Regions from separate parts of the Capsicum annuum genome. Here region 1 is linked to region 2. The links are chromatin contacts, called in public Hi-C maps. All regions are on one chromosome and are shown on one strand. The core of a region is the stretch at or near the end of the contact, and the rest is flanking DNA. Distances in the headings are between cores, read along the strand shown. Region 1 overlaps LOC107870346 (bifunctional purine biosynthesis protein PurH). Region 2 has its middle 14 kb from the start of LOC107853483.

The links. A called contact is a pair of places that touch in the nucleus more often than the background predicts.
Region 1: a contact with region 2 is called in a Hi-C map of leaf, with 2.3 times the contacts expected there. The contact joins two enhancer-like sites. A contact is called at or near these places in 2 of 5 Hi-C or Micro-C datasets (leaf and placenta).

What each region holds. Positions count from the first base shown.
Region 1 is chr1:27,923,405-27,929,521 of UCD10Xv1.1, forward strand. It overlaps LOC107870346 (bifunctional purine biosynthesis protein PurH), which reads right to left. Exons shown (of 12, transcript XM_016716842.2): 7 at 5,691-5,868; 8 at 5,178-5,332; 9 at 4,634-4,843; 10 at 3,345-3,692; 11 at 3,143-3,269; 12 at 2,429-2,874. The coding sequence ends at 2,723. It also overlaps the pseudogene LOC124896120. Among protein-coding and RNA genes, the nearest start is that of LOC107870346, 6.9 kb to the right of the region's middle. Within about 2 kb of position 1,462, at least 3 of the 5 cell types and tissues checked have an H3K27ac peak or open chromatin away from gene starts, as enhancers often do. A contact at or near this core is called in leaf, where this site is marked.
Region 2 is chr1:27,735,252-27,741,443 of UCD10Xv1.1, forward strand. No RefSeq gene overlaps it. Among protein-coding and RNA genes, the nearest start is that of LOC107853483, 14 kb to the left of the region's middle. Within about 2 kb of position 4,115, at least 2 of the 5 cell types and tissues checked have an H3K27ac peak or open chromatin away from gene starts, as enhancers often do. A contact at or near this core is called in leaf, where this site is marked.

The sequences.
Region 1 (6,117 bases), core at 212-2,711, 190 kb after region 2:
AATGCTCAAGAACCCAAGCGCCTTAGAGAAAGCACAAGAAGAAGTCAGGAGAGTTTTTAGTGAAAAAGGTTATGTGGATGAATCAATCTTTGATCAGTTGAAATACTTAAGAGCAGTTATCAAAGAGACACTCAGGTTGCATCCACCTGCCCCTTTTTTACTTCCAAGACTAAGTAGTGAAAACTGTAAAATTGATGGTTATGAAATACCAGAAAATTGGTGAATGTTTGGACAATTGGAAGATATTGGGAGGATGCAGAGTGCTTTAAACCAGAGAGATTTCTTGATAGTTCAATTGATTTCAATGGAAATAATTTTGAGTACATACCATTTGGCGCGGGAAGAAGGATGTGTCCTGGCATGTCATTTGGTCTAGCAAATGTAGAGCATCCATTGGCGCTTTTTCTATACCATTTTGATTGGAAGCTTCCCAACAGGATCAAACATGAAGACTTAGATATGAGTGAGGTGTATTTTGGTGTGACAGTGAGAAGAGAACTTAATATGCATGTAATTCCTATTGTCTCCAAGCCTGTGTAACAATAATAAAAGCATCTATGTATCTTGCTCTTTCTAATAAAGCTTAACCATCTATATATAAAGCTTAACCATCTATATATAGTAGATGTTGAACCCACTTCGACTAGTCTTATATTTACTTCTGAACCCCCTCAATGAAAATTCTGGCTCCGTCATTGCGTACTATCATAACTCAAGTTGGAGAACTTTCAGATAGTCCAAAAGGAAAATTAATTTTTCGGCAATTTCATTTATTGAGCAGCCTTTCTCCTTTTTTGTTTGTCTGATTTATTCCTTTGTATCTCCGGTGGAGACTAGATCAACGCTTGTATTTCTCCAAGAGAAACTCTATCTACACTATGAATCTTTAGGCAAGCGAAATGAGAGTAGCCTTGTGAGAGAGCAATACAAGCGTCATGTTGCTAAGCGAAGCAACATTATCAAATTTGCATTCAAAACTTGTACACTATTTAATTTGTCTAACCTCTACTTAGATTCGTTTTCATTTATAGCCTACTTATTAACATCTTAGGTAATAACCGCGTCGGGTACTAGCTTGGCTATGCTTATGTGGCATCAAAGTTAAGGATAGGGATTTGACTTTAAAGTCATGATGCAAAGGAGGGTCTTAAAAGTCATATTGCCAAGCCCCATGTCAGTGTGAAAATTGATTCTAGGTCCAATATCAACCAATCTGCTAGATGAGTGAGATGTTACATCTATCAGCTACAAGTCTCTGTAGCCAATTTTGTTAAACTAAAATAAGTGATGCAAGTCCAATTGAGCTCAGCAATCCAAAGTTATACCTGTAGGTTGGAAAGTAAGTAGCTCTACCGACGCGCACGACCAAAATATCTTACCATTGGACAGTGTACGAAACACACTCCAATGCGTATGAAGGTTCAAATTGACACGAATCCAACGCTAGGAGCAATTGCTGGGAAAGGTCTTATGTTAACATGTTGCGTAGACCGCAACTGCAAACTCAAATCGTCATGAGGTGAAGTTGTGATAACAAGAAGATGCCCTTCTCCGACCCTGACTGCCCGACTTGAGAGCGGACAGCTAATGCATTTCCGACCCTGACTGCCCGACTTGAGAGCTGACAACTAATGCATTTCACTTATTGAATAGGTCGGTCCATGACCAGTGGATGCCAAAGATGTCCTTAGGGTGATCTCGTAGTTCCTACGGGTGAAGATGATGGGGTTGGTTCGTGGATTTTCATTCTTCTTTTGTCGTATTTCGTTCGAAGGGTTGAAGGGAGATGCAAAGGCCAACTTGATCCTCTTCTCCAGAGATCTCAAATGAGGGAACCTGGGAGAGCCGCCAACTCCCAACCACGTTCATATATGACCCATACTAGATCTGACCAATTATCCATCCTATTTCTTCTATACTCTTGACAATCTATCTGTCTCAGTCGCTCTTGACAACCCATCTTTGTCTTTTAGTGGCACATTTCCGTGCTCTTCCCCCTTAATAAAAGTGAGCCATCAGATTGTGTACAAGATACTATCAATAGAATCCCCACAGCGATATCAAGGCAGAGGATTAATATGAAGTTGTGAAATCCGAATGCAGGACGAAGATCGCAGGTACATTTCTAAAGAATTAGGTATAGGTTTCTGCTTTGTAAAGATCGGAGTTCATGACACTAGGCACGATGTCTCCATAAATTTCACAAAGGATGATGATTCCAATCTACTATGGTACAAGAGAGTTATCGAAATTCAGGGATTGTAAACGTGCTTCAGAAGACATTCCTGTTGCTCTAATTTGGCCTTTGTTAAAACTAATATAACTAGGCAGAATAAGAGGCCCTTTAAACATGTCAAAAATACATGTTAATTTGACGTAATTTACAGCAAGTAATTCTGTAACTTCATAGAAAAATCATTACCAAAAAAAAAAAAAAACAATACTTCATAACAGATAAATAAAATTAGTAATCAGTACACTTGCATTATACTCATTCACTTCTGAGTGGACCCCAACATTGTTTTACCTAAATGATACAACTTAGCCCATCAAGCAGTTCGAAAACTACAATTTTGCTATAATACACACTCATACTCCTTATCATAGATTATTCCTCAAAACTATCAGAGATGAATGCTAGCTATCAAAAACACATGGTACAAACACTTTGGAAAGATAATAGATTACGAGTCTAATGATGCCCTACGCCCCTATCAAACATCTAATGCCTGAAGTGTCTCACGTTAGTGAAAACAAGCGAGACTCCGTACTTGTTACAGCACTCCACTGCATCCTTGTCCCTTATGCTACCTCCTGGTTCTGCAATAACACTCACTCCACTTTGACATGCCTCTTCAACAGCATCATTCCATGCTGATTTAATTCAGAAAAAAAAAATTGTTAAAGAGAAAAAACTTTATCAGAAACCAAAAGAAAAAATAGATCAGAAACATTTGTTCAAGGCACATTAGAAGATGATTAACACCTTCTTACAATAATTTCAGTTACCATTCTTTATGGTATATTTTCTTAAAATTTGCACTTTCGACTAGTCAGAGTTTGCCGAATCCTGGTGTCTCACTTTCTTTTAATGTAGGGTTTGCTCTACAGGTACATGCATAACGCAAATAAAGGTACGTACCAAATGGAAAGAAAGCATCACTAGCCAAAGCAGCTCCTTTTACTTCATCTCCAGCTTTCCTCAAAGCTATCCTCAAGCTCTCCCGACGATTTGGCTGTCCACTCCCCATTCCTAACATACAATTGTCCTGCAATACAAAAATTACATTTAGAAAACAATGAAAGGAATATGATTCATTAGATATATATCATGTAGAAAGTACCTTTGCAATTACTATGGCATTGCTCTTGACGTGCTTGACACATAACCAAGCAAACTGTGCATCAGTAAGCTCATTTTCTTGTGGAGTTTTGTCAGACATGACATTAAATTGGATATCTTCAGGGGTCAAATCATCTGAGTCCTGAGCTAACCAACCACCACCAATTTGTCTTAGAGAAAGCTTTCCCTTGTTGTTTTTACTTGCCTCAAGGATCCTCAAAGTCTTGGACTTCCCACGGAGAACCTCAAGACCCTTCTCCGTATACTTTGGTGCGACAACTATTTCATAAAACATCCTAGTCTCACCATCTGTAGGGCTCCTAAATTCTCGAATATCCCTGGCAAGTGCCTGCACAGAACCAAAGCAGGTTGATTAAAAGAGTTATCAACCTTGATGCGACCCCTTAACTTGAGTTGGTTTTGTTGAACACTTCAAGGTGCAGTATAGCAGACAAAAAAATGTAAACTGCAACTACTAAAAAGTAGTACTAAATACAGATATCGGGCATTGACACTGTTAAACATTTGAAAAGGGGAAGCAACAGATACTTATCCATGGTTTGCAATTCTCCTAACCAAATAACACTCAGTTATTCATCTTACAGCATGAAACATCACCCTTGTTGACAAATGACAAGGGGGAAGGATGATAGTAACAGTCTTTTCGCACCACGACTTATGTCACAATGCTTGGAGGTTCCACCTATTCTCTTCTTTGTTTAAATTGTGCGAAATTTTTTCAACTGCCATCTTGTTTGTTCTTTTTTTTGCCCCAACAGAACTCTTTCACGCACCTCTTATGGCACTAGTTGAACCACAAGATCATTCTAATTCTTGAATTGGTATATTGTACTAATAAGATATAAAGCAAATGTTGACACTTCTTTCTCGATAAAACCAGCAACAGCGACTAGGCCTCAGTCCCAAACAAGTTGTGTTCGGCTTACTTAATAAAGCCATATAACAAAGAAAGTTTGCTAGGACATAGAAAAGATAAATGCACTAAAAAACAGTGTAAACACATCTTCGATTGGCTAGATCTTCAAAGATTTCAAATAAGGAATGCTGGGTGGTGGCAGGAGAACCTAATCACTTAAATGAACAGCTAAGATTTTCTTTTTCCTTTATTTTTCCCCATGATTGTTGATGTGAGAGGGAGGAACAAACAACCCTTCAATGCATCATTACCCATTTAGGTTTCTAGAAAGAAACAAAAAAGCGCAAATGCAATATCATAATCAACAAATAGATCAAAATATGCATCTGAAAAGGTCCATTGAGCAACTTTACCTCATCAACTTCGACATTGAAGGCTACTATACCACCAAATGCACTAACTGGATCTGCTTTCACAGCTAGCCTATATGCTTCAATGATATCATTCCGTGATGCAACTCCACAAGGATTTGTATGCTTCACAACAACACATGTTGGTTTATTAAAATCACACACACAATTCCAAGCTGCATCAGCATCCAGATAGTTGTTATATGACATTTCCTGCATCAAGAAGACCAGTCATTAGCCATGAAGCTTCAACTAGAAGAATTCCATTCATGTAACATTACATTTAGAGCAATGAACTATCCAGTGTACAAATAGACGCTAAACAGAATTTGAAAATATGCCAAATTACGAACATTAGAATGTAAAAAAAGGGCAGCCGGTGCACTAAAGCTACCGCTATGCACGATATCCGGGGAAGGGCCCCACCACAAGGGTGTATCGTATGCAACCTTACCTTGCATTTCCGCAGAGGCTGTTCCAAGGTTTGAACCCATGACCTCCTGGTCACATGGCAGCAACATTAGAATGTAAACATCAGAATTCTAACCTTGCCATGGTGTTGGATAACAGTTGCAATTCCACCAGCGTTAACCTCAGATAGAGACTTGTCAACATAAACTGCAGCCTTCTGATGAGGGTTTTCACCATATCGAAGTGGATCTTTTAGAGAGAGTGGCACTGTCAAGCTGGGAGGGAACTTATCTACCAACAGAGAGCAAAGTCATCAATCAGCATAAAAGATGATGAAAAGGCTTGCACTCTCACTCACTCACTTTAACATCAGCCCCTTGGGTCTCTCTAGAAAAAGTAAATCAGTAAAAGATTCAACAGAATATTCCATCTCAAAGCACAATGAGGCTTTGCAGGCTATGGTCATCAAAATTAAAATAAATTTGAAGCCTTATTTTCCATAAAAAGCTAACAGCCTTTATATTTATTTCAAATGCAGAGTCAGAGGATGATTTGTTGAACCTTCTTTTTACTTGTTATTGGGGGAGAGTATGGGAGGAAGAGGGGGTTTTTGCATTCATTGGGCTGTATGAATTTTGATAGGGAATACCTCCTACAGTCTGCTTCCACAGCCATTCTGAAACTGCAGAATCATAAGAAGCGACATGTTGAAAAGCTTTCCAGGCCAACTTCCTTCGAAATTGTTGATCATCATTATCTCCACGAAGAAACTCCAATAGATTTGAGTAATCTTCAGAATCAACTACGACCAAAACATCCCTATGATTCTGTTAAATAAGCATTGTCCACGGTTAGACACAAATCTGTACACAACACAAAGATCCAGCCAGCATTTTTTAGAGAAGGTATCTTTTAATGTGGGAGAATTCATGCAGAGAAGTATACCAAAAGGTAGAAAGTATACATAAAAGATTCAGCAAGCATTTTAAACGGTGCAAAACACTAATCCTCAGTATATCAGATACAATTAAGTTATTGATGTATGCCATATAAATTGTATCATGCAACATATTTTC
Region 2 (6,192 bases), core at 2,865-5,364:
AACACGAGTAGTATATTTCCTCAAACGTATATTAATATCAATGAATTTTGCATATTATGATAAATTTTTGATTAATTAGATTTTAAATACGATATTATATATATATATACCTCATAATTATACAACGTGTTAATTAGATAAATTATCGATTACTTGTCTTATGTTATTACAACTTCAACAATATACGCGTGTTTACATTGACACAAAATAGTATATCTATTTCCTCAATAGTATGATATCAACATATTATTCAAAGTATTTTGATATATAGATTTAGTTATCGAGCTTTCGATTACTGCATATGTCACTACATGAGATATACGTGTATATATAAATATATTCAATTGGCTATCAACTTTCAAATACGTACTATATACATCGTATATACGATTTTACTACCCCACAGTATTAGACAATGTATTTCACATACACTCAGATGAATTATCGATTAGTTTATCTTATGTCATTAATATACCTTCACTATATAATATGTATATACTATATATATACCTATACATACACACACATATACATACTATCGACTATATATATCAAGTTCTAAATTCGTACTATATACATCACATACGTACACGAGTATATTATCCAATAATATAATGCGACATATTTCATATACATACTTTGATGAGTTATCTATTAATTTGATTGGCTTACATCAATAAAACTTCAACGTACAGTATATTATTACTTCTATCATTTCATATCAAGGTATTCTATATGTTTGGATAAATTCTACTAGTTTTTGACTACATCGTTCATCAATCGATCACTACATCATATATATATATATAAGATATTTATATATATGAACTCTTGAATGCGTACTATATATACATCACATCCACAAGTATATTACTCATAATAGAACACAATCATAATATTATGATGAATTATCGGTTATATATGTACATTACATTATTATAACTTCAATAGTAGCATAATATCATTATCTCAATGGTATGATATATATATATATATATACACACACATATTCATTATACAAAGATTATGCATATTTAACGTATATACAAAGGAAAATATTTATTTTATATATTGAAACATAAGTAAAAGATAAAGATTATGTTTAACGTAATTTGTTTATTTTATTTGATATATTTTTTAGTATAATTTTTTCACAAAATCTAAGATTTATTGATTTTTGTTATTATTATATTGGTTATCGACTACGTTTGATCAGTGTAATTTCAAAAAATAATATATTAGATTATACATATAATAATTTTTTAATAAAAACCGACCACAAGTGATTGGTTTAATAATTTTTTTTAATATTTTTTAATTTCAAAACCGACCATAAGTGGTCGGTTTTATAAAATTATTTACTTTTTTAGTTTTTTAATCCCAGAACCGATCACTTGTGGTCGGTTTTACAAAATATTTTTAAATTTAATTTTAAAACAAAACCGACCACAAGTGGTCGCTTTTTTAAAAATTATTTTCTTTTTTTAATTAAAAACCGACCACATGTGGTCGGTTATTAAAAAATTATTTAATTATATGTTTTAAATAAAATCGACCACAAGTGGTCGATTTAAAAAAAAAAAATTAAAAAAAATTAAAATCGACCACAAGTGATCGTTTTTTATTTTATTTTATTTTATTTTTTATTTTTAAAAGAAATAATAATTAATATAAAAATTATTCAAATGATTATTTTGAAATTTTAAAATATAAAAGCGACCACATATTTTTTAAAAAATTATTTTTAAAAAAAAAAACCGACCACAAGTGATCGATTTTTTCCGACCACAAGCTGTGGTCGATTTTCTTATTTTTTTAAGTAGTGTACCAAGCATAGGCAGGAAGATCCTAAATAGTGACAAGCAGCAATGTCCAAATTTGAGACTAGCACCAACAAAGGGGTAAGGGACTGGAAGGCTACAACAAGTTTCACAAGCAATATTTACAATAGGAGAAGGTAAACAAAAAGGGTGAAAATGCTAATTAGCCTATCTACACCAGCCAACAAAAAAGGAATCTCATCAGATAGGGGGTCTCATGGTCAGATGTATCTTAAGCAACTGAGGTACTTAAACTTATCCAACTATCAACGAGTCCAAGCATCCCAGAATCTCCATCCCAGTTATACTTGCAGCTCAAACATGTTACAAAGAGGGAAAGGAAGATACAGGGAAGACATTAAGCAAATAGTGGTACAGATCATACTTGGAGAAAGACACAAGCCTTAGTGGACTAGACCCGATATGTTAGCACCAAAATACACTGGCAGCATCCATAAACTGGAGATCTCAACTGCAGATTTACCAAGCAAAAAAGATTAACAGAAGCTAAGAGAAGTAAAATGCATCAAATGGAGTAATGAGAAGGAATACTCACTCATGCAAGCTGAAAAAGCTTCAAATCGATGCATCCATGAGACAACATTGCAACCCATAGCTGGAGAAGAGTGAACTCTTCATTGTTGAAAGGGAACATGGTGGAAGAGGCGGTCTGAAGTGGAGTTTAGCTCTAAGCTGAATTTGGAAACCCTACACCCCCTTTATTTGTTAGTTGCTTGGGTCGGGTTAGCATGCATGTTGGGTCGGTCCTCTTATTTCAAATTTTGGTTTTTGGTTTATGATGGATGGGTTGGTCCATCTTGACATTTTTGATTAATAAAATAACAAATTAAACAAAAAAAAAAGTGTAATCAAAATTACCTTAGGAGGAAGAGTACCACACAGTGCTCAGCCATGCATAATTAATACTTCCTCCATTTCATAATAAACGAATTGTTGGATTTGGGCACACAGATTAAGGAAAAAACATTAAAGATATAAATTTAACATAACTTTTTATTTTTACTCCTAAAAAAGAAAAAGTTGACCTTGTAATGCCTTTTCAAAAGTTAATTGGTTGTCAAATCATAAGGGTAAATTTTTTTTTAAAAAATCAATGATTCACTTATTTTGAAACACCAATAAATATCCAACAATTCACTTATTCTGAAACGGAGGGAGTACTAATTTCTAATTATATTCTACAGGAACAAAAATAAAATTTTGTTAGCTTCTCTCTTCATAATAGACTTTCTAAAGTCTGGTCAATGATCATAAATTTGTGCAAGTAATTTCCTTTCACTCACATAAATTGTTGCTACGAGGCATGTGAGTTTTTCTTTCAATATGTAAATTGGATTGCAACTATTCTTCAAATCATTTATTATAAAAACTAAAGTAAACTGCTACATAGCATGTGCACACTTTAAATGCAATTTTTTGGGAGATTAATTTTTTGTGCTATATATGGTCTACTCCCACTCGTTTTTTTTTCTGCTATATATAGTCACATAAAAGTGTTGAATCATGTGTTGAGAAGAAAGAAAAACTTTTTCAAAAGGTGACATTTCCAGTAATTGGGCTTGGAAACACATCTTTTCTATGGATAATCAAAGTGGAGGGGATTGAGGCAATTGTTTCATTACCAGAAAAAGATATGCCTGAATTAAATAAAGCAACTCATGGGTTGAATTTCTATGTTCAATATGTGTACTTATAATTTTTATTAGGTGATGAATTGTGAAGCGTGTTTGTTCTTATAAATATTGTTCTTCATCATATACATACATTGATGAATTACTATTACTATGTCCATAAATGCAAATGTAGGCGCCATTATCCAATCTCGCGAGGCACGCAATCAAGGGCCGAATGAACAAAATTCAAAAACATAATTAAAAGGTGGAATACATCAAACATTCCATGAACTTGCCGTTATATTTCAAGAGTGTGTATAATTAAAAAAAATAATTTTTTAAGTAGTTAGCTAATTTATGTAATAAGCATTTGAAAACATACCCAGAAACTATTTTCAAAATTTAAGTTGTAAGTGTTCAATAGGAGCAATGTATCATGTGCTTAGGTGCTCAATTAGAACATGACGGAGTTCGGGTTCTAAGTTGAAGTGGGCAGCTCTTGTTTTGTACAATTATACGACACAAGAGACCGTTGATTTAAACAAATATATATTGGGTTAGAAATGGCTAAATATCGATAAGATGAAAGTTTATAGAACAAGTAATTGAGCTATTGATGATCTTATGTAACTAAATTGCGAATTTCTAAAGTTTGTCTAAGCTTTTGCTTAACCTATAGAAAGTCTTTGATGGAACTTGTTCTAGGTACGTTTCTAACTAGTCAAAAAATAACTAATACGAAATAAAGTAAAGTACACTCAAATCATTATGTGGAAGACAACATGATTCAAAAGTATAAAAATCATGATCTATCTTTTGTTAGAGTGAAATCGAGCAAAAATTTCAAAGATGGAATCGAACAAAGAAGCCGTAGAACATTCGAAAAAGAGAGGAAAGAGATGAAGAGCCTTTATTTGGAATTGGAAAGATGTCTGAAAAATCTCACCTACCACAACTAATACTTGCCTTTATATAGCAAATTACATTTGGGCCAGGTATCCACTAAGCAAACATGGGCCAAGACTGTTCTGTGCAATCTAAATACAAGAGCCCAAAATATAAACTGTATGTAAACAAATATACATATGTGACTAAGAATATACAATGCAAGCTAACTACATAATAACCCCAACACCCCCTTCAAGCTGGAGGGTGTACACACACCAAGCTTGCCAATAATGTGATGATGAGCAGGGCCAGAGAGCGATTTGGTGAACATATCAGCAAGTTGACCAGAGGAAAAAACAAAATACAGTAAAATAAGACCAGAGTGAAGCAATCACGAATATTATGACAGTCAATTTCAATGTGTTTTGTGCGCTCATAGTAGACAGGGTTCTTGGCAATATGTAAGATTTCCTAGCTGTCATAGTAAACAGAAACTGGATGAGAAATAGGATAACTAAAATCACATAGTAAATGCACCAACCAGGATAACTCAACCACCACATTTCGAAAAGCTTGATATTCCGCTTCAGCAGCAAAAAGAGAAATTGTAGGTTGGTTTTGTACTTTTCTAAGATTTGGGAGAGCCGCCTAAGGTAATGAAATAACTAGTGACTGATCTACGAGATTGAGCACAAGCATCCTAATCAGAATCAGAATAAGCCAATAACGTCATATCAGAAGAATTAGACAACAACAACTCCTGATCAAGAATGTTCATCAAATATTACAAAACATGAAGTCCAGCTAGAAGATGAGGCACCTGAGGTTCCTGAAGAAATTTCTTAGATATTGAACAGAGTAAGAAATATCAGGCCGAGTGTGTTGGAGAAAGTTCAGTTTACCAAAAAGACGACGATAAGTAGATGGATCAGTAGGGGGTACCCCATATCAGCAGTAAGTTTGAGAGATGCATCAAGTAGAGCAGTAATAGAGAAAAACTAGTCACCGTGAAATTCAGATAATGACTCAGAAGTAAACTTCTTTTGATCTATAAGATAACCTTGAGGATGACTAGTGATTTCGAGTCCCAAAAAAAATGAATAGTACCAAGATCTTTTATCCTTAATTGAGAATCCAAAGAGGAATTTCGATTGTCTAAATCAGTAACATCATCACCAACAAGGAGGATGTCATCAACATAGACAACCAACACAGTGAGAGATCCATCATTTGACTTAGTAAACAGGGAATAGTCATTCTTATGAGAATAATAACCCCTGTGTGATAGAGCCTCTGAAAGTTTAGAAAACCATTGTCGAGAAGCCTGTTTCAGTCCATAAACTGATTTCTTTAACTTGCAAACTAATGAAGAAGATGTAGGGATAGAAGAGGAAAATTCCAATCTGGGTGGGGGCTTTATATAAACTTTCTCATGGAGATTCCATGAAGGAAAGCATTATTAACAACCAATTAATAGAAAGTCCAGTTATGTTTGGCAGCTATGGATAGGTGAAGGGGGAGAAAAAATATCAGCAGATGGGATAGAAGATGAAGGAACTAGAATAGAAAAAACTAGTGGAGGTAGATTCATTGAAACTGAAGCATGCGAAATTGTAACTGAAGGTTTAGAAGAATAAGGGAAAATATTTTCATGAAAAATTATATCTCTGGAAAAGAAAATAGATTTAGCTAAGAGGTTAAGAAATTTGTAACCCTTTTTTCACATAGATACCCAATGAAAACATAAGGGAGATCTCCTAGCTGAAATTTATTTCTTCCATGAGCAGGGGCAGTTGCATAGCATAGACATTCAAAAGATTTTAGATGGTCATATATATGAGAGGAACCAT